2 separate regions of the Sus scrofa genome follow, and region 1 is linked to region 2. Evidence: chromatin contacts called from public HiChIP or PLAC-seq data. All regions are on one chromosome and are shown on one strand. Each heading gives the region's core, a stretch centred on a gene start, on an enhancer-like site or on the middle of the called end of the contact. The rest is flanking DNA. Distances are from core to core; before and after follow the strand shown.

Evidence for each region. HiChIP or PLAC-seq counts read pairs in DNA pulled down with a chosen protein or histone mark.
Region 1: an H3K27ac HiChIP or PLAC-seq map of alveolar macrophages shows a contact between it and region 2. The contact joins the promoter of DLG4 here to the promoter of EIF5A in region 2. A contact is called at or near these places in 6 of 47 Hi-C or Micro-C datasets (alveolar macrophages, blood, embryonic fibroblasts and 1 more) and 1 of 2 datasets of contacts at active chromatin or transcription factors (alveolar macrophages).

Annotation. Positions count from the first base shown.
Region 1 is chr12:52,568,374-52,575,766 of Sscrofa11.1, reverse strand. DLG4 (disks large homolog 4) reads left to right here and starts at 1,746. Exons shown (of 20, transcript XM_003481294.4): 1 at 1,746-2,241. The coding sequence starts at 2,212. It overlaps ACADVL (very long-chain specific acyl-CoA dehydrogenase, mitochondrial), which reads right to left and starts at 2,246. Exons shown (of 20, transcript XM_021067809.1): 1 at 2,186-2,246.
Region 2 is chr12:52,653,506-52,660,755 of Sscrofa11.1, reverse strand. EIF5A (eukaryotic translation initiation factor 5A-1) reads right to left here and starts at 1,716. Exons shown (of 6, transcript XM_021067817.1): 1 at 1,657-1,716.

The sequences.
Region 1 (7,393 bases), core at 497-2,996, 85 kb after region 2:
CTTACCCACTGAGCAAGGCCAGGGATTGAACCTGACCCTCAGGGATACTAGTCAGGTTCATTACCGCTGAGCCACAAGGGGAGCTCCTGAAACACCTAAATTTTGACAATAGGAAGGAAGCCAGGTGGGTCCGCTGAGACCTTGAACATCTTTGTCTCCGCCCTCTGCTCTCTGCTGAGACCATGTGCTCAGGCCAGGCCTCTGGGCAGATGGGTTCTTCCCAGGCCCCAGAGGAACCGTAGGAATTCTCATGTCCCTGTCGGGTCTGGTTCTCTTTCTCTCTCTCACACAAACATGTTTAACCCTGGGTCCAGAAGTCCCAGATAATTTATGCCCCTTTGCCATTCTCACGGGGGCCAGGCCCAGAAGAGAGTGACAGTTTCCTTTCCTTTTGAGCTGTGGGAGCAGCTGACCCCCTTGCCCAGTCTTCAGGAAAGTGGAGGGGTCACACCTGGCTTTGGGGAGGGGCCAGGGTGTGAGGAGGAAGATGGTGATGGTGGTGGCACAGCGGGCGGGTCGGAGGCTGCCTGCTTTGCCTGGCAGGTCCAGCTGGGTCGGGAGGAGGCAGCTCAGCTCCTCTGACCCTGGGGGGATTAGAGAGATTAAAGTGAGAGAAGAGAGAGATGTCCGAGGGACCCAGAGGTGAAAAACAGGAGTCCTTGTGAAGGAGAGGCCTGGGGGGAGAGGGTGGGCCTGGGGGTCCTTGTCCTGGACCTCTCCAGAGAGTCTGGGGTGAGAGAGCAGAGATAAGAGGCGGAGGTGAATGTGTTGGCGCCTCGTGGCTGGCTCCCTTGTCCCAATCCTCCCTCATTTGCATTTCACCAGCTCCCAGGTCAGCCCTCTGGCTCCTGGCCCCCCCACTATTGCGATGGGCACCCCCTCTCCTCACGGTGCTGCACAGTGACCTCTTCCAGGCCTTGCTGGGTGAGTAGCCCCGATTTTCCGAGGGGCAGCCGTGGAAAGGGCTGGCCTGGGGGCTGCTTGGGAGTCTGGAGATCTTTTGGTAGCTGCAGGAGCCCCAGGCAGGGGTCCTCCATCAGCGTCCACCAGCCCGGGCTGGAGGGGTTCCTCCCTTAGCGGGCAGACGGAGGTGAGGTGATGGCAGGGGCGGCCAGAGAGGCAGGGGGTGGGCGAGGTAACTCGGTGGTTCTGTTCCTGTGACAGACATCCTGGACTATTATGAGGCTTCCATCTCAGAGAGCCAGGTAAGGGGGTGAGGGTGGGGGCCCGACTTCCCGAGGGAGCAGGCAGGGCTGGAGGGGTGCGCAAAGCACTGCTACTATTACCCTGAGACTTGGGGGCCCTGGGACCACGGCCGGAGTCAGGCGCCCCTGCAGCCCCCTCTTCACCTGCCCCAGCTGCAGGCCCCAAAGGGTCCAGGACTCAGTCACTCTTGAGGCTTCCTCCTGTGCGTCTGAGGGAGCTGAGGCCCCCAGGGACTCCCTCGTGCCTGGCCCTCCCTCCCTGCCTGCCCCGAGCACAGCCTCTCTCCAGCGGCCCCGCCACCCTGGCGGCTCCCAGCCCATCTCGGGCTGCTTCCTCCTCCCTGGCTCTGCTGTCAGCGCTGGTGGCTCTGGCCAGGCCTCCATGTTGGCCTCAGGGCCTCTCCGCTCCTGCCTCCATCTCCTTTCCCATTATCCGGGTTCCTGCCAGCGCGGAAGGAGTTAAGCCTGCCAAGGCACCCCCCATTCTGCTCCTCGATCGCTCCCTCCCTCCCCCTGCTTCCTCTCTCCTCCTCTCTCCCCTTCCCTCCTCGGCTCCACGGCTCCCTCGGCCGCTGCCGCCTCCGACCCCCCCACCCCACTCCCCCGCCACGGCCCCGAGCCCCTGGCCGTTAGGCAAGACCCCCCCTTACCCCGGGGCTCCCCGAAATCCAGCTCCCCTCCCCCACCTCAGCTCATGCCCCAGCCCCCGAACTCCGGGGCTGCCAGCCCCCGGTGCCCCCGCCCCTCCTGAGAATCGGGGTGTGCTCCCCAAGCCCCCTCCCCTCCACTGGGGACCCCCTTTTAGGGCCCCCTTCCCCTCCCTCCCACGCTCCCCTCCCCTCCCCTTCTCCAACCCCCTCTTTCCCCTCTCACCCCTCCCCCCATCCTGGCCCCCCCTGCAAAAGTGGGGTGCGGAGGGGGGAGGGGTGAGAACCCAGGGAGGGGAGGAACGAAACTCCGATGAAGTCAGAGCCCCTTACCCGCCGCCGCGGCCAGGCCCCCCAACATGGACTGTCTCTGTATAGTGACAACCAAGGTAAGCCGTGATGGGGGGGCCAGTCACCTGGGGGGAGGGTGAGAGTTTGTGGGGAGGGGTTTGTCAGGCCTAATCTGCCGCCCGGGGGCCCTGGCGTGAGAGCATCCGAAGATGGATTTGGGGGTCATAATTTAGTTTGGGGGTTCACGGCTGAGAAAATGCTGGGTTTGGCCACAGGTGCCCCCTGGAGTGATCCCTTTGTACCTGGGGAGAAATGGAAAATAGGGGGTATTCTGTGACTTGGGGGCTGGTGGATTCTGAGCTTCACCAGTGATGTTTGAGGGAGACTTATTTAAGGAGAAGCCTGGCTCACATGGGAGTCCTGCCCGGTGTGTGTTAGAAGAGGGGCTCTGCGTGGGGGGTCCCCTTCTCCCCTGGGAGACAAACTGGTCTGCAGGTGTCTTGTCCAATTTCAGGGGGGCTCCTGGCTTGGGGGTAGGAGGTTACTGGTTGTGAGGGCCTGACTGGTCTGGGGGTGTCAGCTGGCACGGAAGGGGAAGGCCTTCAGGTTATAGAAGAAGCGTCTCGTGGTAGATACATTTGGGGGTGCTCTCATTTTGGGGGAGCAGTTAATTTAGGGTTCCAGCTTACGGAATGGGGATAGTTGGGAGTTGTCAGCGAGCTAGGGCCTGACATAGGATCACCTGAGGGAAGGGACCAGGTGAGGTTAGGATTGGGGGTGCTCCCTTGGGTGGTGGAAGGTTGCAGCAGCTGAGGCTGGCAGCTCCTGAGGAGGAGGAGGAGGAGAGGTTTGGGGAGAGAGGGGATTTGAGGAGGGGGACCAGGTGCATGGTGCAGAATTTGGGGGTGGCCCAGGCAGATGCCCATCACCCCCATCTCCTCCCACACAATATCTACCCCTGGTTGAGAAAGAGGGAGAAGAGCAGGTGGAGGGGATGTTCCTGTTACCCCTGACCCTTGGGATAAAGGTGGGGGAGGACACCTGGATTTAAGGTTACTGGGGTGAGAAGGAGTCAGAGGAGGGCCGGGCTGGCAGCCGGGAAGATCCGTACAAGGCTATCCCTGTGGTTGGAGTGCCAGAGATCCTGGCTGGCAGAGCTAGCAAGCTCCTGGTGGGATGCAGAATACCCTGGTCTTGGCTCTAGGACTCTGGGACTGGGAGGCTGGATGCCTGGTGTGTGGAGGGAGGCTTGGGCGGGTGGCAGGCAGCTGGGGGTTGGGGGGTGGGACAGGAAGTGGGGGCCGGGGAGGCGGGGTCTGGGTGAGTCACAGGCTGGGGAGGGGGTTATATTTAGTGGGAACTGCAGATTCTCAGGGGAGGGAGCTGAGGACACACATGTTCCCTGCCACAAACTCACACATGTGTGTACACATGCGTCTATACATGCCTCGCTCATGTGTGAGCTTGGACAGAGGCGACTGGGAGCGGAGGACCTTTAGGTCCCAGCCCCGACCCCCTCTCCAGAGCTACTTGCTTATCCCCTGTTCTGCGGGCTTTGGGCTTTCTCCCATGCTGCTGCTTCCTCTCATCCCCTGTAGTTTCCGTGGATTTTTGTGCCTCAGTTTCTCTGGGCTGCTCTCCTTTAATGTCTGTCTGATCCTCAGTTTCCCCGGTGGTCTCCTGCCCGTAGCCTGCCCCTTAGCCTTAGGCTCCCTGGCTCTAGTCCCTTATGTGCAGGTGTATACGGAAAGCCAGTTGGAATGTGTGGGCTCTGCTTCCAACACGTGAACACACATATGCCAGCGAGGGTGAGGGGCTTGCCTGCACTGGCAGCTATTCTGGGACGGGGGGTGGGGGGGTTATTCGTCTTCCTTCAAGAACCCTGCTTCTTCGATGGAGCCCAGGGTTGAGCATTCCCGAAGGAAGGAGTCTTACGCAGAGAGGATCATGCATTTTGGGGCTTTTACAGAGGCGTGGAGACCCAGGCTTGCCACATTCCTTGGCCGCAAAACTTGTCTGTCTCGGGATGGCGGGGACTTCAAGTCCCACAAGGCCTTGAGGCACAAGTTCCCTCAGTGTTAGAGGGTTGCTGCCCGTGGGGCTGTTGGGACTTGTGGTTCATCTCTATTCAGGGCAGCGCAGGGTTAGCCTAGGAGGAGCCAGCAGGGGGCACATGGCACTTGTCCGTCCCCCCCCAAATGCTGGGTGGGGTAGAGGGTGCTCATGCTTTGCGGTCGTTGAGCTTCCCAGCTCCATCTGAGTCCTCCATCTTTCACTGCCTATATTTAGACTCCTGCCGCAGTAATTTAAGGAACATTTATTGATTGCTTACTCTGTGCCGGACCCTATGCATTGTGCTCGCTCTGCCTCTACAGCTATCACTTAGTCTTACTCCGTGCCTATCTCTCTGCCGGTGTCTCTCTGTCTCTGAACATCTCTCTCTCCCACTCCGCCCCCGTCCCTCCCTCTTCTCCCCGCGCTGCTGCCGCCGTTGCCATGGTAACCGGCGACGACTGAAGTTGCGTGGCGGGCCTGAGGGCCGGGCGAGGGTGGCGGAGGGCGGAGCAGAACAAGTGGGGGAGGGGGGAAAAGTGGGGAAAGACCGGGGGCATTTGGCCAGAGTCCCGGAGGCGAAGCGGTTAAACCCTCCGGGTGGTCCTTATTGGGCAAGCTAAGACGCCGGGGGCGGGGCAGTGTGGCCAATGGCCTCATTCATTGGCCGACTGGGGCGGGGCGGAGGGACAGTGTGGGCGAGGCCGGGGGAGCGAATGGGCGGGAAGTGGACGGAGGCGTGGTCTCCTAGAGGCAGGTGGGCGGGGTCTGGCGTACTCCATCCAGGGAGGCGGGCAATTACCCTCGAAAAGGGGCGGGGCCTTGGGGCTGGGTAACCGGCCCGAAATGAGGGCGGGGTTGCCCCGGTAGGGGCGTGGCGTGGTCCCATGTGCCGAAAGGAGACGGGGTTTGAGGGGCTTGTTGTCTAAGAAACTGCGGGGCGCAGGGGTCTTTGGAAGGGAGAATCCGGGGGTTGGGCGATCTGACGTCTCAATTTTCCTAAGATGGAGGCCTGTTCAGATTTCATCAGAGCACAACCTCCTACCTCGGCTCTAAGTTCCAGGGAGACGGTTGCTAAGCGACAGCAAAGTCCTTGATTGCTGAGTTGCCAGGCAACGGGGAAACGGAAAATGGAGGGAAAAAGGAAATGGGGGATGGGGGAGGGTCTTAATGGGCCATAGCGCCCACTGGCGGAGAACTAGGGCCTGTGCATTTTCTTTTCTAGAAGGAATTTTGAGTCCAGCCCCTTGCGCACTGGCTCCCTCTGAGAATCCAAGCATTCTATCCAGATATGAAACTAGGGCCTTGGGGGTCATCTTGGAGGTGCATGAAATAGATTCTGCTCAACTGGAAGGGAGGGGGCATGGATGAGGTTCTAGGGAAGGCCATCTTCTCTACCATATGTGGGCATTTTAGAGCAGCCAGAGAAGCAGATTTGAGGAGACTGCCTACTGGGCTTTAAGAGTTGGAAGGATGGGCGTTCAATGGGAGACTGTTTGGAAGAGATGCTTTCAGGTTCAGTTTGGGACAAAATGGGAACCTCTGAAGAGATCTGAGGCTGTCATTTTGGGGTCTTCTGGGAGATTCGTGGGTCACTGCAAATGGCAGGCCAGATCTTATTTTGATGAATGTTTTTTGAGACTTGAGTGTGGAGGAGATAGATATATTTGGGAGTAATCTTCCAACGAAGTTGAAATTCAGAATCATGGCGGGGGTGGGGAGGGTGTTGAGATGCAGGGAGGGCAGCCAGAAAAGTAATGTATGCATTTAAGGGGTAAAGAAAAGGAATAGGGAAATATCACTTAAAGGTGTGGTAATAAATTGAAGAAGTTGCAATTGAATTTGGAAGGTCGGCTTTAAGGTAGATTAAGGATTCTCTGAAAGGGGGGCTGGTGGTATTGGGGAGGGGTATGTTAGAAAGTCACAAGTAGCTAATTAGGTTTAAGGATTTAGACCGCGGACTTGCACAGGATTTGGACGAATTCGAGGACTGCTTACTTGGATATTTAACTGGAGCAAGGGTAATAGTTGCACTAATTTCAAGGTCTCTGTCAGTGGATTGGGGGATAGATGTAATTTTTAAAGGGAGGCTTTGAAGGGTAGATAGTACAACGGGATCCGTGGTCCTTAAGCTCTTGGAGAGCGTTGTCTGGCTAGCAGGTGGGGCTCTAGTGCTGACTAGAACAGGCAGTGTCTTGGCATCCGTGGGGATCTTGACCACATTAACCATCTTTGGGGAGCTTGGGGGGAGGGGATGGGGGAAGGCAGTTTAGATCGCTTGGGGGTCCTCCTGAAGTGAGGATAAAGTGCTGCTTCCTTCCCAGCCTCCAGAGAGTCCGGTGGGGTTTTGTAATAGGGGCCTGGTGATTTTCGGCGTGGGAGATTAGACAGAATAAGGGGTCCCAGAGAACCAGAGTGATAAACTGGTGAATTTTAGGAGGATCTCTTTTTGTAAAGGGGTCAGAAGAGACGTATACTGTAGAAGCCGAAGTCCACGTAGAACCAGCTGGAACCAGGGAAGTTGATGGCTAGGAGGGTCTCCCCGCACCCCGTCTCTCCCAACGTGACGCTCTCCCGCACTGCGCAGGCGCCCTGCAACCCCCCCCCCCCCCCCCCGGCCGCAGCCTCCAGTCGCCGCGGCCGCCGCAGCCCCGCCCCTCTGCCCCTCCCCTCCCCCAACCCCTGGGACCCTTGCTCTCCCACCCATCCCCTCCCCTCAGTCCCCTCCCCTTCTCCATGTCGGCTCGGAACAGATTCGCCTCCATGTGTCTCTGCGTGGTACGTGCCGCGGTACGGGCTCCGGCCCCGCTCCCCTCTTCCCGGACCCCCCAAATCTCAGGGTGTAAGCTTCAAGTGCTGTCGCTCTTTTTTCTGCTTGGCGCAGGGTCTCTGGGGTGCAGTGTCTCGCGGACAGGCGCAGTGGGTCGCGCCTCTTAAGATCATCCACTTTCACTCACACCCCTCTATTCTGGGGGTGCACGCCTCGCTTCCAGGTCATTCTTGCAACTGGGGGTCCGGTGAGGAGGGGGCCAAGCGGGAAGGCACAACAGCTACCCCCAGGCCTTTGACTTGTCCTATACCTTAATATATTGGGGGTTGAGACTTGGTCCCAATAGCAGCTGAGCTGTCGCCGGCTGAGGCCCTGTGTCCCAGTAGGATAAATGAGGGGATCTTCCTTTCCTGCCAGTCCTGCTTGAG
Region 2 (7,250 bases), core at 467-2,966:
GGGCTACTCGCACTCCTCAAAATTCCAAGCCCCCTTAAGCGCCCGCGAGGACTAGCTCTCCCCGCGCGGGGGGTTGCCGGCTCCCGCCCACCATGTGGCCGCCCGGGGCTTCCGGTGGCGGGGACCTGGGGGGAGGGGTCCCCGCGCTGCCATGCGGCCCCCGTCCACGTTCGGCCATGCGGCCTCCGACCCCGAGGGCAGGCTGCCGTGGGGGCACTTCCGGTGCTGCGGGCGCCCCCTCCTCAAAGGCCGCGCCAGGCCGGAGCCACGCCGCCTCCCCTCCCCTCGCTGGCCGCCAACCCCCCCACATGCCCTCTCACCGAATAGCCCCCTCCCCCACCTCACGTGGCCGCGCGGCTCCCGGTTCTAAACGGCCCAGGTACCCTTGCCCCGGCGGGCCGATCTGGTCCCCGGCCCTCGTCCCAGCGTGGCCGCCCGGCGGCCTCTCCCGCGTGGCGGCCTCGCGGCTCGCCGTCCCCCGCCCTGCGTCGCTCCAACGTCACCCGGCCAGCCCCAACCGTCACCCCGCGCGCCAACCGGGGCGCGCGCCCGAGCCTCTCCGCACCTCGCGCTGCTGCCCGACCGAACCCCGTGCGGCGGTGGCCGCCGCTCCCCTCTGCCCCCTCCCCGACACTCGCGCAGTTCCATCTCTACTCCCAGGCCCAAACCAAGGTTCCGCGCACGCGCGCCCTGCTCGCTCTCACCTCGCGCGAACGCACTGACTCGACCCCGTCCGCTCGCCGCGAGCCCAACCGCTGCCTCCGAGCCCGCTGCCGCCGCCGCCGCCGCCGCCGCCTCTACCGCCGCCGCCGCTGCTGCTGCACACGGGTCTTAGTACGCAGGCGCCGACTCCCCACTGACCAACCAAGCAGCCCTGTGACAGCCGCGCAAGCGTGCTACCTATCTCCTCCGCCCTCCACCCCCGCACTGCGCAAGCGCACAGACCCTCCCCGATCTCCACCCTCCCTCCTACCTACCCATCCAATGACGCGCATACGTGACCCCGCCCCTCACAAATCCTGAGCTCGTCCCACCGGTAGACAACGCGCAGGCGCACCCGGTTTTTTAAGCCCTTCCACCTCCTCTCCCCTCCCCGGGTTAGACCACCAGCTCTACCGGACAGTCCTTGCGCTTGCGCAGTAAGGAGCCCCGCACTCCACACCCTCTGAAGGAAACGCCTCGGCCTCAAAGCGCATGCGTGTTGGGAATCCTGACCGCCCCTTCCACCTCAGACGTCGTCTGTACGCCAGGCGTTGAAAAGACCACGCCACTGTATTGCTGGTTCTGTCTAGAACGCATGCGTCTTAGGAAACGCCCCACTTCGGCTTTAGCTGGTCTTAAAAGACTCACACGTTTCAGAAAACTTGTGCTGTGGGGTGGGCCCCTTGTCTCTGAGCCCATCCCCCACGGTTCCGCACATGCGCGGCAGAGCCCTTTCGATTCCAGCCGCCCTAGCGCGCTAGTGCTGGTCGGGTTACCACCCTTCTCAGCTTCACTTCTCTAAACTGCGCTTCTGCTCTGCCATAGAGTTTCGCGCGGGAAGATAGAGCGGTCCTGCCCTCAGCCACCATCTTGTTTAAAACCCTGGTCCGTGTTGGTCCCAGTAGTTTCCACAGAGGCCTTTCTACTTCTGATTCCTAAGATGTAGAGACTTACACGGTATTTCTCTTTTTCCTCCACCTAGTCTCCGCCGTCTCCAGAGCAGTCGTCTACAAGCAAACCTAGAAAAAGTTCACTGTAATGAAGAGTGGGGTATCAGATTTCACTGACGTTCTTTAAGTCCTAGGAGGTGTCCGCGAAGCCAGAAACATGCTCTCCCTCGGAATGAGTTTACCTGGCCCTCGTTCTAGGGAAAAAAGCTGCTGCTTTTCCTGAAAGGTTATAATCTTACCTCTCCAGTTCCAGGATTTTCAGCACTACCTGTATGCCTTCATTGCTTCAGTAAGCTAAGTGGACAACAGAATTGTGTAACAAGACAAGCAACTAAGCTGGGCTTGGAATCTGGTTGTTTTGTTTGAGATGTGACCTGCTAGATGGAAACTGCAAACACTCGTTTGAATGAATACATTTATGTAGCATATAATATCATCACCCCCAGCTCTTCCTACTCAGTTTTCTGTGTTTTATGGCATTTGCTTTGAGAGAGAGAAAACAACAACAACAGTCTTCCTGAGAGTATTGTTTAAAAGTCCAATTTCTGCTCTTGTCAAAGATGTATTACATGACCCAACAATTCCAGTCCTAGGTATCTACCTCCCTCCAAAATTAAAAACAGGTATTCACATCCTTGCACGCTAATGTTTACAGCCGCACTATTCATGGTGGTCAAAACGTGGAAACAAAGGGGTTCATTCCCATTGTGGCTCGGCCGGTTAAGAACCTACTAGTATCCGCGAGAGAATGCAGGTTGGATCCCTGGCTTCACACAGTGGGTTAAGGATCCTGCATTGCTGCAAGCCACAGTGTAGGTGGTAGATGTGACTGTGATCCCATGTTGGTGTGGCTGTGGTGTAGGCTGGCAGCTGCAGCTCCCATCGGACCCCTAGCCTGGGAATTTCGATATGCCAGGAGTGGCCCTAAAAAAAATTGTGTTTTTTTTAAATTAATTAATTTTTTTGTCAAAAACTTTTTAAAGGTGGAAACAACCCAAACATCCGTCAACAGATGAATGAGTAAATTGTGGCATGTGTGTGTAATGGACTATGAATCGCCAAAAGGAATGAAGTGTTAATGCATGCTCCAGCTCGATGAACTTTGAAAACATTTTGCTAAGAAGCCAAAAAAGGTCACATGCTTTATGCTTTCATTGATAAGAGATATTCAGAGTAGGTAAGTACATAGAAACAAAAAGCAGACTGGGGGCTTCTCTTGCGATAAAGTGAGTTAAAGATGCGGCACCGTCCCTGTAGGGACTCAGGTCGCTGCTGTGGCGTGAGTTGGATCCTTGGCCAGGGAACTTCCACATGCCGCGGATGCAGCCAAAAAGGGAAAAAAAAAAAAAAAAAATAGCAGATTGGTGGTCACCAGATGTTGGAGATAAGGGGAATGGGAAGTAACTGTTCAGAGGTCATGGGGTTTTATTTTAGAGTCATGAAATGTTTTGGAATTAAACGTGGTGGTTGCACAACGTGTGAATGCACTAAATACCACTGAATCGTTTATTTAAAAATGGTTTTATGTTATGTGAATTTCATCTCCGTTTATAAATTCTTGCACACACATGTTCAAAGCAGCATTATTCATAAGCAGCAACAAGTATAAACTACTTAAATGTCCATCAGCTGATGAAGGGATAAATAAAATATGGTACATCCATGCAATGAAATATTATTCCACACTAAAAAGGAATGAAGTATTGGGTACACGCTGCAACATGGGTGAACATCAGTCACAGAGTTCCCTGGTGACCTAGCAGTTGGCACACGTTGCCGCTGCTGTCGCTTGGGAACTTTTGCATGCTGGGGGCGCTGCCAAACCAAACCAAACCAAACAAACAAAGACTTAGAGAATAACTTCAATAAAACTTCAAAAAAATACAAGATGACAGTCGCAAAAGACCACATAGTGTATTATATCATTTACATGACATGTCCAGAAGAGGCAAGTATCGAGACAGAAAGTAGATGGTCGTTGCCTAGGACTCAGGGCTTAGGGGGAAATGAAGAGATGGAGAGAGGCCGCCAGTGGCTATGGGGCAAGGGGCAGAGGGTGTCTTTTGGGATGAGGAAAATGTTCTAAAATTGGCAATTCCCAGTGAGGTGCAATCAGTGGCATCTTGGGAATGCTGGGACGAAGGTTCGATCTCTGGCCTGGCATTTCTGCAGCTTAGGTCAAAACCACGGCTCGGATCTTATCCCTGGCCTGGGAACTCCATGTGACATGGGGCGACCAAAAGAGAAAAAAAAAAAGAAAAAATTTTTGGAGTGACAATTACTCTATTCAGATATTAAAAAACATTGGGGGTTCCCATTATGGCTCAGTGGGTTGAGAACCCAACTAGAATCCATGAGGATGGGGGTTTGATCCCCTGGCCTCAATTAGTGGGTTAAGGATCCAGCATTGCCCTGAGCTGTGGTATAGGTCCCAGATGGGGCTCAGATCCATTGTGGCTGTGGCTGTGGCGTTAGGCTGGCAGTTGTAACTCTAATTAGACCCCTAGTTTGGGAACTTCCATATCCCACAAGCGCAGCTCTAAAAAGACAAAAATATATATAATGAATCATACATTTTAAATAATTAAATTGTATGATACGTGAGTTATATGTGGATGAAGTTGTTACTTTTAAAATGTCATCTTTGGAAGTTCCCTTTGTGGCTCAGTGGTTAACGAATCTGACTAGGAACCATGAGGTTGAAGGTTCAATCCCTGGCCTTGCTCATTGGGTTAAGGATCCAGCATTGCTGTGAGCTGTGATGTAGGTCACAGACGCGGCTCGTATCCCACATTGCTGTGGCTCTGGTGTAGGCCAGCGGCTATAGCTCTGATTCGACCCCTAGCCTGGGAACCTCCATATGCTGCAGGAGTGGCCCAAGAAATGACAAAAAAAAAAAGACAAAAAAAAAAAAAAAGTCATCTTTGGGAGTTTCTGTTGTTCAGTGGAAACAAATCCAACTAGTATCCATGAGGACTTGGGTTTGATCCCTGGCCTTGCTCAGTAGGTTAAGGATCCAGCGTTGCCATGAGCTGTGGTGTAGGTCGCAGGACGATGCTCAAATTTGGTGTTGCTGTGGCTGTGGTCTAGGCTGACAGCTACAGCTCCAATTCAGCCCCTAGCCTGGCAACCTCCTTATGCCATGGGTACAGCCCTAAAAAGACAAAAAAAAAAAAAAAAAGTCATCTTTGGTGTTCCCATTGTGACTCAGTGGTAGCGAGCCTGACTGGTATTCCATGATTTTAAAAGGAGATGGGAGTTCCCGTCGTGGCACAGTGGTTAACGAATCCGACTAGGAACCAGGAGGTTTCGGGTTCAGTCCCCACCCTTGCTCAGTGGGTTAATGATCCGGCGTTGCCGTGAGCTGTGGTGTAGGTTGCAGACGCGGCTCGGATCCCACATTGCTGTGGCTCTGGTGTAGGCCGGCGGCTACAGCTCTGATTAGACCCCTAGCCTGGGAACCTCCATATGCTCTGGGAGCGGCCCAAGAAAAGGCAAAAAGACAAAAAAAAAAAAAAAGACTTCCCTGAAAATTATTGGAGAATCTTTCTTGCTTTTTTTCTCCTGATTTACATACCAAGAATTCCCCTTCAGCCATATAGAAGTTTCTTTTTTGAGAACTGATTCAAATACAATCGATCAGATTCTATCTCTGTCTTGTCTTAATGACATTTCACATTCCTTTCCCACCTTCTTCTGGTTACACTCACTCACCAGGATTAGAATTCAGATGTTCTTGGAGTTCCTGTCGTGGCTCAGTGGTAACAACTCTACTAGTGTCCATGAGGACGTGGGTTCAGTCCCTGCTCTTGCTCAGTGGGTTAAGGATCCAGCATTGTCATGAGCTGTGGTGTAGGTCGCAGACATGGCTTGGATCCTCGTTGCTTTGGCTGTGATGTAGCTCCAATGTAACCCCAGGCCTGGGAACTTCCATATGCCACACATGCAGTCCTTAAAAAAAAAAAAAAAAAAAAAATTCTGGAGTTCCTTTTGTGGCACAGCGGAAAGGAAGCCAACTAAAAGCCATGAGGTTTTGGGTTTGATCCCTGGCTGGTTAAGGATATGGCGTTGCTGTGAGCTGTGGTGTAGGTCGCAGACTCGGCTTGGATCCCGAGTTGCTGTGTCTGTGGCCTAGGCTGGCGGCTATAGCTCTGATTGGACTCCTAGCCTGGGAACCTCCATATGCCTTGGGTGCAGCCCTAAAAGGCAAAAATCAAATCAAATCAAATACATCTGATGGAGTTCTCTTGAGGTGTAGCAGGTTAAGGATCTGGTGTTGTCAGTGCAGCGGCTTAGGTCACTATTGGGTTGAGGGTTCGATCCTTGGCCGAGGAACTTCCGCATGCCAGGGGTGCAGCCAAAAATAAAATCCGTTAAATAAAAAATACATCTGAGAGCATAGTAAACAGACTCTGTGTTGCATGTGTGGGTCAACTGTCAGCTAATGGAAGGAATTTCGAGATAAAAAGAAAACAGGGGAAGACTGGAGGCAGGCAGGAATTCTCTGTGGTGCAAATATTTCACAGTGAGAATTTATCCTTATCAGGGGGTCTTGGCATGTACTCTTCTTCCTTCCACTCTCAAGGACTTACATAAAAGTCAAACACACCAAATGATCTTGAGGATGAGCATATAGGTGACTCCTTGGTTGGGAGTGGGGGGTCATGGACCTGCTGCTGAGGTCAGAGCAGACCCTTGACTGTGTTCACTCACTCATCCATTCATTCAGTTCATATTTACTGAGTCTATTAAGTGACCAATACTTGGGATACAAGGGTGATGAGTTTAGCAGTATGGACCCTGCCCCACAGTTGGGAGAAGGAGAGTATCAGATAATAAATAAGTAGCTAATGTTGTCCAGTGTGCTGAAGCCAGGGCCTGCCCAGCACCAGTGAGTGGTGGGTTTCTGAGTGGCGGTTGATATAAGAGTAGAAGGAGCACCCTGAGAAGATGCCTGAGGGATCTCTTGTGATTTTCACCTTGCTTCTTCGGAAGCTAAGAAAGAGAGGGTGGAGATAGAGAAGAATGACACAGGAGTGGTTCTGGGCCTAAAGGAAAAGCCCAGAAGTCCTCCCCACCGCCTAATCCCCAGAGGCTTTATGGAACCTGAGTTCTAGGGAGGGAAGTCAGGAAGTTTCTTAGAGGAGTTCCCTTGTGGCCCAGTGGGTTAAATTTTTTAGAGGAGTTCCCTTGTGGCCTAGTGGGTTAAGGATCTGGCATTGTCCCTGCAGTGGCTTGTGTTCCATCCCTGGCTTGGAACTTCCCCATGCTGAGGGCTCAGGCCAAAACAAAAAACAAAAACTAGGCTGGAGTTCCCATTGTGGCACAGTGGTAACGAACCCAACTAGTATCCATGGGTTCGATCCCTGGCCTTGTTCAGTGGATTAAGGATCCAGCATTGCTGTGAACTGTGGTGTGGGTTGCAGACATGGTTCAGAGCCCACGTTGCTGTGGCTGTGGTGTAGGACGGCAGCTGTAGATCCAATTCGACCCCTAGCCTGGGAACTTCCATACGCCTTGGGTGCGGCCCTAAAAAAGCAAAGCAAACCAACAACAATAACAACAAAAAACAAGCGGAGGGAGGGTCTAGGAATTCCA